3 separate regions of the Zea mays genome follow, and all the other regions are linked to region 3. A link is a contact called in public Hi-C data. All regions are on one chromosome and are shown on one strand. Each heading gives the region's core, a stretch centred on a gene start, on an enhancer-like site or on the middle of the called end of the contact. The rest is flanking DNA. Distances are from core to core; before and after follow the strand shown. Region 1 holds the start of LOC100216714 (glycosyl hydrolase family 81 protein). Region 2 holds the start of LOC103632694 (cytochrome P450 81Q32). Region 3 holds the start of LOC100285971 (acyl-CoA ligase).

Region 1 (3,817 bases), core at 783-3,282, 480 kb before region 3:
CCTTCTCCGTTATCGCCTTTAGCCCTTACAATATTTATGTCTTCTACCTAAATGCTTACCTTAAACTTATCCTTTAAATCCTCCCCTTTCTTTCAACCTAGTTTGAGAGTTGCGAGTTACCCACCTCTCCCTTGATTTCTTTTCACTTCTTGTCGCCTTACAAGTTTTGTTTCAATTCCATCCTTTGCTATGTGTTTTATTTGCTATCACCACCTCCTTGTCATCCATCGATCTTGCCTTGATACTCATCTTTATTATGGCTCTTTAAAATCTCCTCTCTTCCACCTCAATTGGAGAGTGGCTGTTTACCTATCTGGCCCTTGGACGTACCTCCTTCTTTTTCATTTGCAGGTCTTGTCTGAACTCCATCCTTTATGGTACTTATATCCTTGGTTATTATGCGCATTTACCTCCTCTTCTACATCATTGTCCGTTATCGCCTTTAAACCCTCGTGATATCTATGCCCTTGCCCTCATGCTTACTTGGAACCTACCCTTTAAAGCCTCCTCTTTTCCATCCATGTTCGAGGATAAAGCCTCATCTATTTCATCATTGACTGCTCCCTCTTCTTTGATACCTTGCAAGTTTTGTCTAAAATACATCCTTTGTTGTGTGTTTGTCCGTTATCACCTTAACCCTTGTCATCCCTCGATCTTTACTTTGATGCTTATCCTATACCTGCATTTTAAAGCCGCCTTCCCCATTTCAGTTCAAGAGTGATGTCTTACCCATCCCGCTCTTGTTCGTTCCCTTTTTCCTTTGCTACACCCAGCACAGTTTTAGGACCTGCTCGTTTTAATCTCAATCTACGTGGATTGGATGTGATTAAATGAGTTTAAATTCCTAGTAATCTCATCAATTCCAATCCACATGGAACGAGGATAACCAGAGAGAGGCTTTGTTTGGTTATTTAAATTCAATGTGGAGTAGAGTGTATTGTAATGAATTGTGATGAATTTTGACTTAGGAAATATCAGTTGATGTCAATAGCGCGACGACAGTGGAACAAGCAGAAGAGCAGCAACGTGGGATGCATTGGTACATGGCGGGCTTCTTCGTTGCCGCCGCGCGCGTCCAACCGGAGACAATCAGACAAAGCTTCGTGTTGGCCCCGGAACGAAGGAAGCAACGACGAGCCCGACGGGCCCCTTGCGGTTGCGGTTGCCGGCCGTCTTGGCTCTGCCACTCGCTTCGCGGGCAAGCATTCGCCGCCACGGCAAGCCCGTCATCCCTTGCTTCCCTCGCCCGCCGCCCGGGAAGAGGCCACATTCACATCACATCAGACCGATCTGATCGCCGGAGACACGTTTCGTGGCGTCGCCCGCACGTACCAACCGCCCCCGGCCCCGCCGGTGCCAAGCAAATCTTACGACGCGGGACACGGCCGGGGTCCTGTCGTCCTGCGCTGCTGCTGCTGCGTCTTCGTAGTCGACGTGAGCCGCGGCGGCCGCGGTTGAGGGTAACCACCCGTCCATCCAGCTGCATCGCAACCACTCCAACCAAAGGACGCGAAGAAGGCCGGCGTCCCTGATCTCCATCTCCATCTCCATCTAGTTAACGAGGTAGGCCGTGTCGGAACTGCTCCACCTTCTCCACGCCCGTGTGTCTCTTTCCAGATCAGGTTTGTGTTCATTGTCGTCTCCTCCCGTCCCCTTCGCTTCAGCTCAACCAATGCCAGTACAATCATCCTCGTGTGCTAAGAAAACATGACATAATTAAATCATTGCTTCCCTTCAAGCGTCTTTCCGCGTTTCCAACGCTTAGCCGCTAATCATCGCTGTCCACCCAATCAAAATTAAACACCATACCCGTGGCTCCGGTGCTTATTACAAAATCCAAGATTTTAAAACATCTATAGTATTTCGTTTTTTCTACTGTGTGACGCGCAGGGACACGCCGACCTGTCGCCTCGGATCCGGAGGACTGTTTGTTGTCAGATCTCACCGCGTTGGCCCAGTCAAAGCCCAGCCCAACCGATACCACGCCAGGGGTATAAAGCACCAGCCCGAGCAGGCGGCGAGATGCGGAAGTGGACGAGGAAGCTGGGCCACACCCTCTCCCGCATCGTCACGACCAAGCCGCGCTTCGCCTTCTCCCAGCCCAGGCCTAGGCCCAGGCCCAGGCCCGCACAACCCGGTCTGCCTTCCTCACAACCCGTCTCGATCCCGCCGCAGCCGCCGGAGCTTCCCCCCTTCGTCCCCACCGCCATGCCGCACCACGGCAGCCACCGCCCGCCGGCGCCGCCGCCGGGGGGCCCCGTGTTCCCGCGCGCAACGTCCACGGTGGTGCCCGACCCGTCCCGCTTCTTCGCGCCGCCGCTCCTCGCCGCGCCGCTCCCCACCAACTCCTTCTTCCAGAACTTCGTGCTCAAGAACGGGGACCAGCCGGAGTACGTCCACCCGTACTCCGTCCGCTCCCCCGGAGGCGCCGCTCTCGACATCTGCTACCCTTCGCGGAACCACTCGCCGTCCTTCGTCATCCAGACCTTCGTCCCCGACCTCACCGTCTCCGACGCCGCCGGGAGCGCGCAGCGCCACTGCGTCTCGGCTTTCGACGACCTCTCCGTCACGCTCGACGTCTCCCCGTCCCTCCGCGCGCACCTCGTCCGCGGATGCCCGTACGTCACCGTCACCACCACGGCCGGCGCCGTCGACATCTCCGTCGCGTCCGTCCATGCCTTCCTCGACGTCGCCTCCTGCGACGACTCCGGCACCAAGTGGCGCCTCGGGATGAACAGCGGCCAGACCTTCCTCCTCTACGCGTCGGCCCCGATCCGCCTCGCGCAGACCACCACCACGCAGCTCTCCGCGCCTGGCTTCGCCGGAGCCATCCGGGTCGCCTACCTCCCCGACGCGTCCATGGAGCCGGTCCTCGACCGCTACAGCCGCTGCTTCCCGACCGCCGGCCACGCGGCCCTGAGCCGGCCCTTCTGCGTCGACTACGCCTGGCGCAAGGACGGGCCCGGGGAGCTGCTCATGCTCGCGCATCCGCTCCACCTCCGCCTGCTCGCCGACGACTGCCCCGTGCGGGTGCTCGACGACTTCCGGTACCGGAGCATCGACGGCGATATGGTCGGCGTGGTCGGCGACGCCTGGGTCCTGCGCACCGACCCTGTTTCCCCGACGTGGCACTCGACCCGCGGCGTTAGCGAGGACGGCGTCGCCGAAGTGGTGGCCGCGCTGCGAGCTGACGTGGCCGGCCTCGCGTCCACCGCGATAACCACCACTTCGTCCTACTTCTACGGGAAGGCGATCGCGCGGGCGGCGCGGCTGGCGCTGATCGCGGAGGAGGTGGGGTGCCCCGACGTGATCCCGGCGGTGCAGCAGTTCCTCAAGGCCGCTGTGACGCCGTGGCTGGACGGCAGCTTCCAGGGGAACGGCTTCTTCTACGACGCCAAATGGGGCGGGCTGGTGACGCTGCAGGGGCTCAAGGACTCCGGCGCCGACTTCGGGTTCGGCATCTACAACGACCACCACTACCACCTGGGCTACTTCCTGTACGCCATCGCGGTGCTGTCCAAGATCGACCCGTGCTGGGGCCGCAAGTACATGCCGCAGGCCTACTCCATGGTGGCCGACTTCATGACGCTGTCGCGCAACAAGGCCGGCGCCAGCTTCACCCGCCTGCGGATGTTCGACCTCTGGAAGCTGCACTCGTGGGCCGGGGGCCTGACGGAGTTCGCCGACGGGCGCAACCAGGAGAGCACCAGCGAGGCCGTGAACGCCTACTACTCGGCGGCGCTTGTGGGGCTCAGCTACGGGGACGCGCACCTCGTCTCCGTGGGCGCGACGCTCACCGCGCTGGAGATGCTGGCGG
Region 2 (3,529 bases), core at 661-3,160, 360 kb before region 3:
TCTCTGGCATGAAGCTTCCAGGTCTATCCCAAATCTCAGGGTCCCTATGTATCGCGAACGTATTGACTAGGAGCATTGTCCCCATGGGTACGTGAAATCCGCTGACCGTGCAGTCATTTGCGGATTCATGAGGAAGAAGAAGGGGCGTCGGCGGGTATAGACGCAACGTCTCCATGATGATGCACCAAAGGTATTGCAGCTTCGGGAGATCGGCCGCCTCGATTAGGCGTGCTGGTTGCCCTACGCATGCGTCTATTTCTTCTTGAGCCTTCGCCAGCGCGCCAGGGTTGTTTAACAGGAGGGACATCGCCCACTCCACTGCGTCCGCTGAAGTACTTGTTCCAGCTTCGAGGGAACTCTATTAAAAAGAGAGAAATACAACTTAAAATTACACCATTACTACTTTATGTTTGTAGGAATTAATTTATTTTGGAATATAGACAGTATTTGGCAATTAGTGACACATGTATATGCCTTGTACGTCCGTGTTCAAATTTTACAGAATATAAGTCCCTTTTTAAAACCTTTTCAAAATATGGTGCAAGATCTGGCTTTCGATCAGTAGTGAGATAAATTTTAGTGAATAAATGCTCAGGCCAATATTTTGTCTATGGTTTTAGAGATAAGAAACAGTATGTTTACAATTATGTCAATATCAGAGGCACGCATCTTTCTTCTAGAGGATCCAGACCATGAACTCCATGCATGAAACTTCATATTCTGACATTGGATCGTGAGCAAGATTTCAGCGGTGCTTTTCACAGCAAGCCGAATACTCCTCCAACTATTGCCGGGCGCGTTGTCAGACAGATATGAATAGGGATTAGGGACATGATAGATCAGTATGCTTGGAGATATAAATAGGGATTTTTTCCCAGAAGATTCATCGTAAAATAAGAAGCAAATACCCAGTAGGAAAGGAGGTGATTAGTGATTACTGACAATGCACATGGTGCGGATGAGGTTGTCCGGGCAGGCGTCGGGGTCCTCGTTCTGCAGCGTAAGCAGCACTCCGATCATGGTCTTCCGTGCCTGCGGCTGCGGGCCATTCTCCATCTCCTTCCTCTGCTCCTCGATCAGCCCCTGCAAGAACTTAGTCCGGCTTTCCCGCAGCCGCCACAGCCGGCGCCCCACTCCGCCCACGTCCAACCACCGTGCCCACGCCGGCAGGAAGTCCCACACCGTCGACGCGCCACTCAGCTCCATGGTCTCCTCCACCATCTCCCTGAACCACCGCGCCTCCTCGCTCACCTCCGCCTCTGTCTCGTTCTCCTTCCCGTCGCAGCCGTAGTACCTCTTAGCGCACACCATCCCCATCATGGCGTTCATCAGCAGCTCGAACAGCCGCGACTTGAGCTCCACCCGAGCGCGTCGCACGCCGTTGCGGGCCGTGGGGCGGTAGAGGCCCCGCACCATGGCCCGCGTCTCGCGCTCGTGCACGTCGGCGAACTGCTGCACCCAGTGCACGGAGAGAATATGGGTGACGGTGATGCGGCGGACGCGCCGCCAGTAGGGTCCGTAGTTAGAGGTGCCCATGGTGGTCCAGTCGTAGGAGAGGATCCGGCCTGACGGCAGACGCGGCCGGTTGGCGAACGCCACGTCGAGCGTGGCCAGGCACTCCTTGGCGGCATCAGCCGACGACACGACGATGACGCGGCGGGAACCGAACCAGAGCTGGAAGACAGTGCCGTGGCGAGCTGCGAGGCACGCCAGGGTGCGGTGGAGGGGCCTCTCGAAGAGGTGCAGGTGAAGGTGACCGATGACAGGAAGAGCCATCGGCCCCGGCGGGTACTGGGGAGATCCACGTCGTACAAGTTGCGCTAGGGCGAGAAGCAGCGGGAGTAGGAGGAGAGTGACGACCGCGAAGGCGTTCGAGGTATCCATGGTGGACTACTCAGATCACACCGTGGAGTGAGAGTGTGAGACTGGGAGCGAGGAAACTTTATAGGCTGCTACCTGCTTGATCAATAACCTCTATCATTGATGCTTTGGTGGCACGTGGCATTGTAGAAGGAATTGTATTTGGGCCCCCCGCGGCCCCACAGCGTTGGCAACTTGCCATTAGCTTCAAGTGATGATAGAATAGGAATGAGACAACAATTGTGAGATATTCACATGGTGATTCTTAAGAAGGGTTCTAAGGGGTAACACGAAGACTACAAGATAAATAAGGGCTAGTTTGGAAACTCAAATACTTTTAGGATCCCTGCCTTTTTCTATGATAAGCAATCCATGTGGATATCATTTAAATAACACATTTAGTTATTTGTGGATGGTTTCCCTACCCTAGGTTTGGCTCCCTTTGGTTCCAAACTAGCTCTAAAAAATTGAGAAACTTTAGAGTGATAGTGTTAGACTCATAGGACTCACACATAGTGATAGATTATGTGTCAAGGGAGATTCTATTGAGACCCATATGAAATCATGATGTAATGTCAATGTGATTGGAGATCCTGTGGGGGTGTGACTATTAAGTTGTTGTCATCTTATTGAGAGAGAAAATGTGTTGATGCTGAGATGGGTCTCGAATCATACACCAGCAAGAGCTAGATCGCCTGGTTCACACAAACCAACGAATACAACTGTGGCAGAACCACCCGAATTATTCTAGCTTAAGTGCCTAAGTCACGCCTCAGGGGCCGTAACGCACTTAAACCGGAATAACCCGTCAGTCCCTCAGATCTAGTCTGATAGAGCCACTTAACCAGGATCAAATTCCACAATCTCACTCGAAGGTGAGTCACAGAAGAAATACAATAAAACAGGAAACCTCAAATTAAGTGCTGAGTTATTACATAAATCGGAGTTCTTGAGTAGCCATAAAGTTCACAAAATAAAGTGCAGCGGATAATCGATGTCATCGGTAATGAGGAAATGGGCAAGGCCTAGCCCACTACTCCTCATGCTCCTCTCCTGCCGGAGCAACATCCCACTCGACCGTCCAACCCGGTGGCAGGGTGGTAGGCCAAGTCACACCATCAACTACATCCTGCATGGTACCTGCAAAAATGGTGCCACAAGCAAGGCTGAGTATACTAATACTCAGCTAGACTTAACCGGTGTGAGGAGTCTACTCCTCTACCTCTAGACTATGCAGCTGTTTGGCTGAGGGGTTTGGTTTGCCAAAAGCACTAGCTGTTTCTAAAATCAATTTTTAGCTTTTCAAGTTCTACCATCATTAACTTAGCTAGATTTGCTCCTTCTAAGCATACATGGTAACAAGCAATTAGCTCAATCAACAAGTTATCTCATGTAATCCACATTTCACTTCTTACTCGATGCAGTACAAGGAATCAAGCAGTCTCATTAGCTGCGAGAAGCAGACGATTCGAATCGAGTTTTAAAACCTTGCAAGGTAAACCTAAACACACGGCATGTCAGGGTACTCCGTCCCCACACATGACAACCGTCCCCATCGATTCCCCGTTCGCGTCCAGGCCTCACCGCCTTGGCATACAATGCTCCACTGACCCCGGCTGCCGCCGTGCAGTGACCGCACTTGTACCCACCATAGCTAGCATGGGAGACC
Region 3 (3,682 bases), core at 1,028-3,527:
GCTTATATCGGAACTTTGGAAAGTGGTGGAATGTTAAATTCAAAGCTAAATAGGTTACTTTATTAAGTAAATTCTAGTTTCTCCAAAAAGAATGAATCCAAACGCCCCGTAAGAGAAAAATAAATGTGCATTATGAAATAGGAATAACAATATTTTAAAAAATTGAATCATATAAATTAACTATCTTAGGACGAAAGGAGTATGTAAAGGCTATAGTGTGAGGGTGATAGATCTTATCTTACATGTATGTCACAACCACCGGTCCCTTCTTCTAAGACTGTTCGCAGTGGGCCTTCTATATTTTTCCTTCTATATCTTTTTTTTGTGCTATATCGCCAAGTTTTCATCCTTTTCTTTTTTATCTTCAGTAACAGTTTTTTTAATTCTTCCAATATACCCCACTATAATATAAAATATTATTTTCTTTCACTACTTTCTATTAATTTTTTCTCTGCTATAAATTACTTACGTACATAAAATACAAGGAATGAACAGTCCAGGGCAACAGCAAGAAATGAGGCTGCATGCAGCGGCAGCCGCGTCGTGCCCCCTCCCCTTGCACTGTATATGCGTAGGGGACCTCTACGTGTTGCAGTTCAAGGGGAGGTCGCGTGCCTATCTCCTAGATCAAGGGGACCACTGTAGCCCCCCCTTACAGAGTGCTCACTTATTTAATAGTTGAAAAAATAATAATAAAAGATAAATATAGTTAAATAATATAGTTGTAGTGCGGTATAAGGGGAGAATATATGAGGAACTGCTGTGGAAGATAAAAAAAAGGAGATGAAATGTTGATGATGTTATGCAAAAAAATAATATAGGGAAAAATTTTAAAGGTATGTCTGAGGGAGGGAGAAAAAATCCGCCGGCTTGAGAGTTGCTAGAGGGCAGCGCTGCGGCTGTGAGGAGAGAAAAAAAAGAATACGACTATGGATTGCATGTCAGTTAAAGAGGTTTATTTGTGACCAAGTTTCTAATAAATATACTGTTTATAGCACCAAATCAGTTTGTTATAACAATATATTTTGTAATGGAACTAATGATATTTGTTTGATATCATACATATAATAATAATGCATTTTTCTAAACATAGAGTGAATATGTATTAAAAAGCCGTTTCAGTGTTTGGCATAGCAGGAGAGGCTGGTTCAACGGAGGTAGAGCCGTCTTTGAAGAGTTCTGCTCCAAAGGCCTCGGCTTCTCTATTTTTACTGAAAAATTATTTCGCCTACAAAATATTTGGTAGAACTTTTTAAAAAGTGTCGAAAGAGAGCCTACGGTCGGTATCAGATACAATCAAAGAGTCCGCTTGAGTCACAAAACTGAAAGGGGGGAAAAAGATGCTACGAAGACGTTAACGGAGCAAATTATATGTCGCCCAGCTCGTTCCCCGTGCCATGTAAAGACTGCGGGATATCATATTTTTCTCGGCCACTTGTCCACTGTACTCCGTATGTCGTCTGTATGCCCCAATTATTAGTTGGAGCAGGAGTACCGACTGGTTTGGTTCTTGCCTATCTCTGCAGCAACTTGTACAACTGAAGAATTAATCTTAGGTAAAAAAAGTTAAATGGCTAGCTCAGTTCTCCCCTCTATCTTAACTGACTGTGTCCGAACATATCCTCTTTCTCTCTTTTATATTTATCTTAAAGGGTGTTTGATTTCTAGAGACTAATTTTTAGTCCCTACATTTTATACCATTTTAGTTCCAAAATTATCAAATATAGAAACTAAAACTCTATTTTAGTTTCTATATTTGACAATTTATAGAATAAAATAAAATAAAATGATGGGACTAAACATTAGTCCCTAGAAACCAAACACTCCTTACACTTTTAAATGATTCTCTCTTCTATATATTATTTTTCTACAAAAGCGTTTTCTATGTCTTGTTCTCCATCCGTCGTATTAAAGATATATTCTATTTTAGATTTTTTGTATGTATTTATTATACCATCAAATATATTATACATATTTTATTTTTGTTTAATTCGTTGTCTAAAATATAAAAATAGATATAGAAGAGGAAAAGAGTCTATATATAATTAATGAAAAATGCTCTTTATTTAGATGTTGCTTTAGAGAACATAGATGATTCTTTTAGAGGATATTGATGGATCTTATAAGAGGGAAGCTCGTTTAAATATAGAAGTAAAAAAAGTCAATCTTAAGCAACCTCCAACAGTCCACCACGTTTGCTCTTTGCTCTCCTGCAATTTTCCGTATGTGGACACCTTCATAAACGCTCGAATGGCACCGCCTCCTCCTCCCTCTCTTGAGGGTGAGAGAAGGAAAAAAACCCTTCAAGAGGAGCAATGATCTCTCCCTCTTTGCTAATGAGCATTTGTAACTGTAAGTTTTATTATTTTTAAATTTGATTATCTGATAACAATATATATTATAGTACTATAAATATTGTATGTTTTAAAATTTTAAAACTGATGTATAAGTCAAATACTTGAATAGGAATAATGATCGAAGAAAAGATGGGATATAGAGAAGGGAGAAATATTTAAATATGAATGAAAATACGAATACGTGGATTTAGGATGAATCGTTGTATTCCGCCTTCGTATTATTCTATTTACGTTGCTCTCGAGTTTGGTGTACCGGTCCGAGAAATCTTCTTCTGTTCTGCTGCTGCTATATACTCCGTACTTTTATTCTATTCAGGAAAGGAATTCTGCCTTCTTCTCTCATCTTCCTGCTCAACATCAGTAGCAGCTTTAGCTGTAGCAGCGCCACCGGCCACCGCCACGCCATGGCCACCACGTTGCACAAGCCCCTTGGGGCGATCACCGTTGACGACCTCGCCGCGGCGGCGCCTGGGTCGGACGCCACCGCGCTCCACGCAGCGCTCCGGCGCGCGCTCGACTCGCACGGACCCACCGAAGTGTGGGGCGAGCTCTGCCGGTCCGTGCTCTGTCCGTCTGTCCCCTTCGCCGTCCACCGGATGCTCTACTACGGTTGCTTCGCCGGGTTCCCGTCCCCCACGCCGCCGGCCTGGACGCCCGACCCGTAAAGCCCCGATCTTTCCGTTCAACCAACTCGCCTAAAAGATGTTTTTTTACCTCTTCCGAGTCCCTCTGATTTTTGCGGGGAAAACTTTTTCAGCAAGGAGTCTGTCTTGACCAATGTCGGCCGTGTCCTCGAGGCGCGTGGTAGGAACTTGATCGGCGACGCGTACAAGGATCCCATCACCAGCTTCCCAGACCTCCACAAGTTCTCCAACGAGAACCCAGAGGTGATATAAGCTACTACTACTGTACTGTTTGATTCCGTTTGTTGCTTGTTACTGTTGCAAAAGTGAGCTTACCGTCTCAGACCGATCCGTCGGTTCCAAGGACAGGCGTACTGGAAGATGGTATTTGAGGATATGGGTATCCAATTCAGCGTAGAGCCATCCTGCATCTGGAGAGAGAACACTGCATATCCTGGTGGCGAGTGGCTACCAGGCGCCGAGCTCAACGCTGCTGTTAATTGCTTGACTGCTAAACCCGGGAGGAGCTCCGACGGTCCGGCCATTGTATGGAGGGATGAAGGGAAGGACTCTGATCCTCTTAACTTCATGTCTTTGGAGGACTTGAGGAAGAAAGTTTGGTAACCGTATACTGCTCTAAGAAGTTTTGCCAGTTTTGATCATAGCCAAGCTTTTGATTCATCATAATCTGATCCTGTAACC

Evidence for each region. Hi-C and Micro-C count contacts between places; a contact is called where the count stands out from the background.
Region 1: a contact with region 3 is called in a Hi-C map of leaf, with 6 times the contacts expected there. The contact joins the promoter of LOC100216714 here to the promoter of LOC100285971 in region 3. A contact is called at or near these places in 3 of 25 Hi-C or Micro-C datasets (ear, leaf and tassel).
Region 2: a contact with region 3 is called in a Hi-C map of leaf, with 7 times the contacts expected there. The contact joins the promoter of LOC103632694 here to the promoter of LOC100285971 in region 3. A contact is called at or near these places in 2 of 25 Hi-C or Micro-C datasets (both in leaf).

The regions. Positions count from the first base shown.
Region 1 is chr7:108,814,107-108,817,923 of Zm-B73-REFERENCE-NAM-5.0, forward strand. LOC100216714 (glycosyl hydrolase family 81 protein) reads left to right here and starts at 2,033. Exons shown (of 1, transcript NM_001143119.1): 1 at 2,033-3,817. The coding sequence starts at 2,209.
Region 2 is chr7:108,940,579-108,944,107 of Zm-B73-REFERENCE-NAM-5.0, forward strand. LOC103632694 (cytochrome P450 81Q32) reads right to left here and starts at 1,911. Exons shown (of 3, transcript XM_020541026.1): 1 at 943-1,911; 2 at 1-358. The coding sequence starts at 1,884.
Region 3 is chr7:109,298,039-109,301,720 of Zm-B73-REFERENCE-NAM-5.0, forward strand. It overlaps LOC100285971 (acyl-CoA ligase), which reads left to right and starts at 2,278. Exons shown (of 15, transcript NM_001158860.2): 1 at 2,278-2,352; 2 at 2,674-3,018; 3 at 3,115-3,244; 4 at 3,350-3,600. The coding sequence starts at 2,762.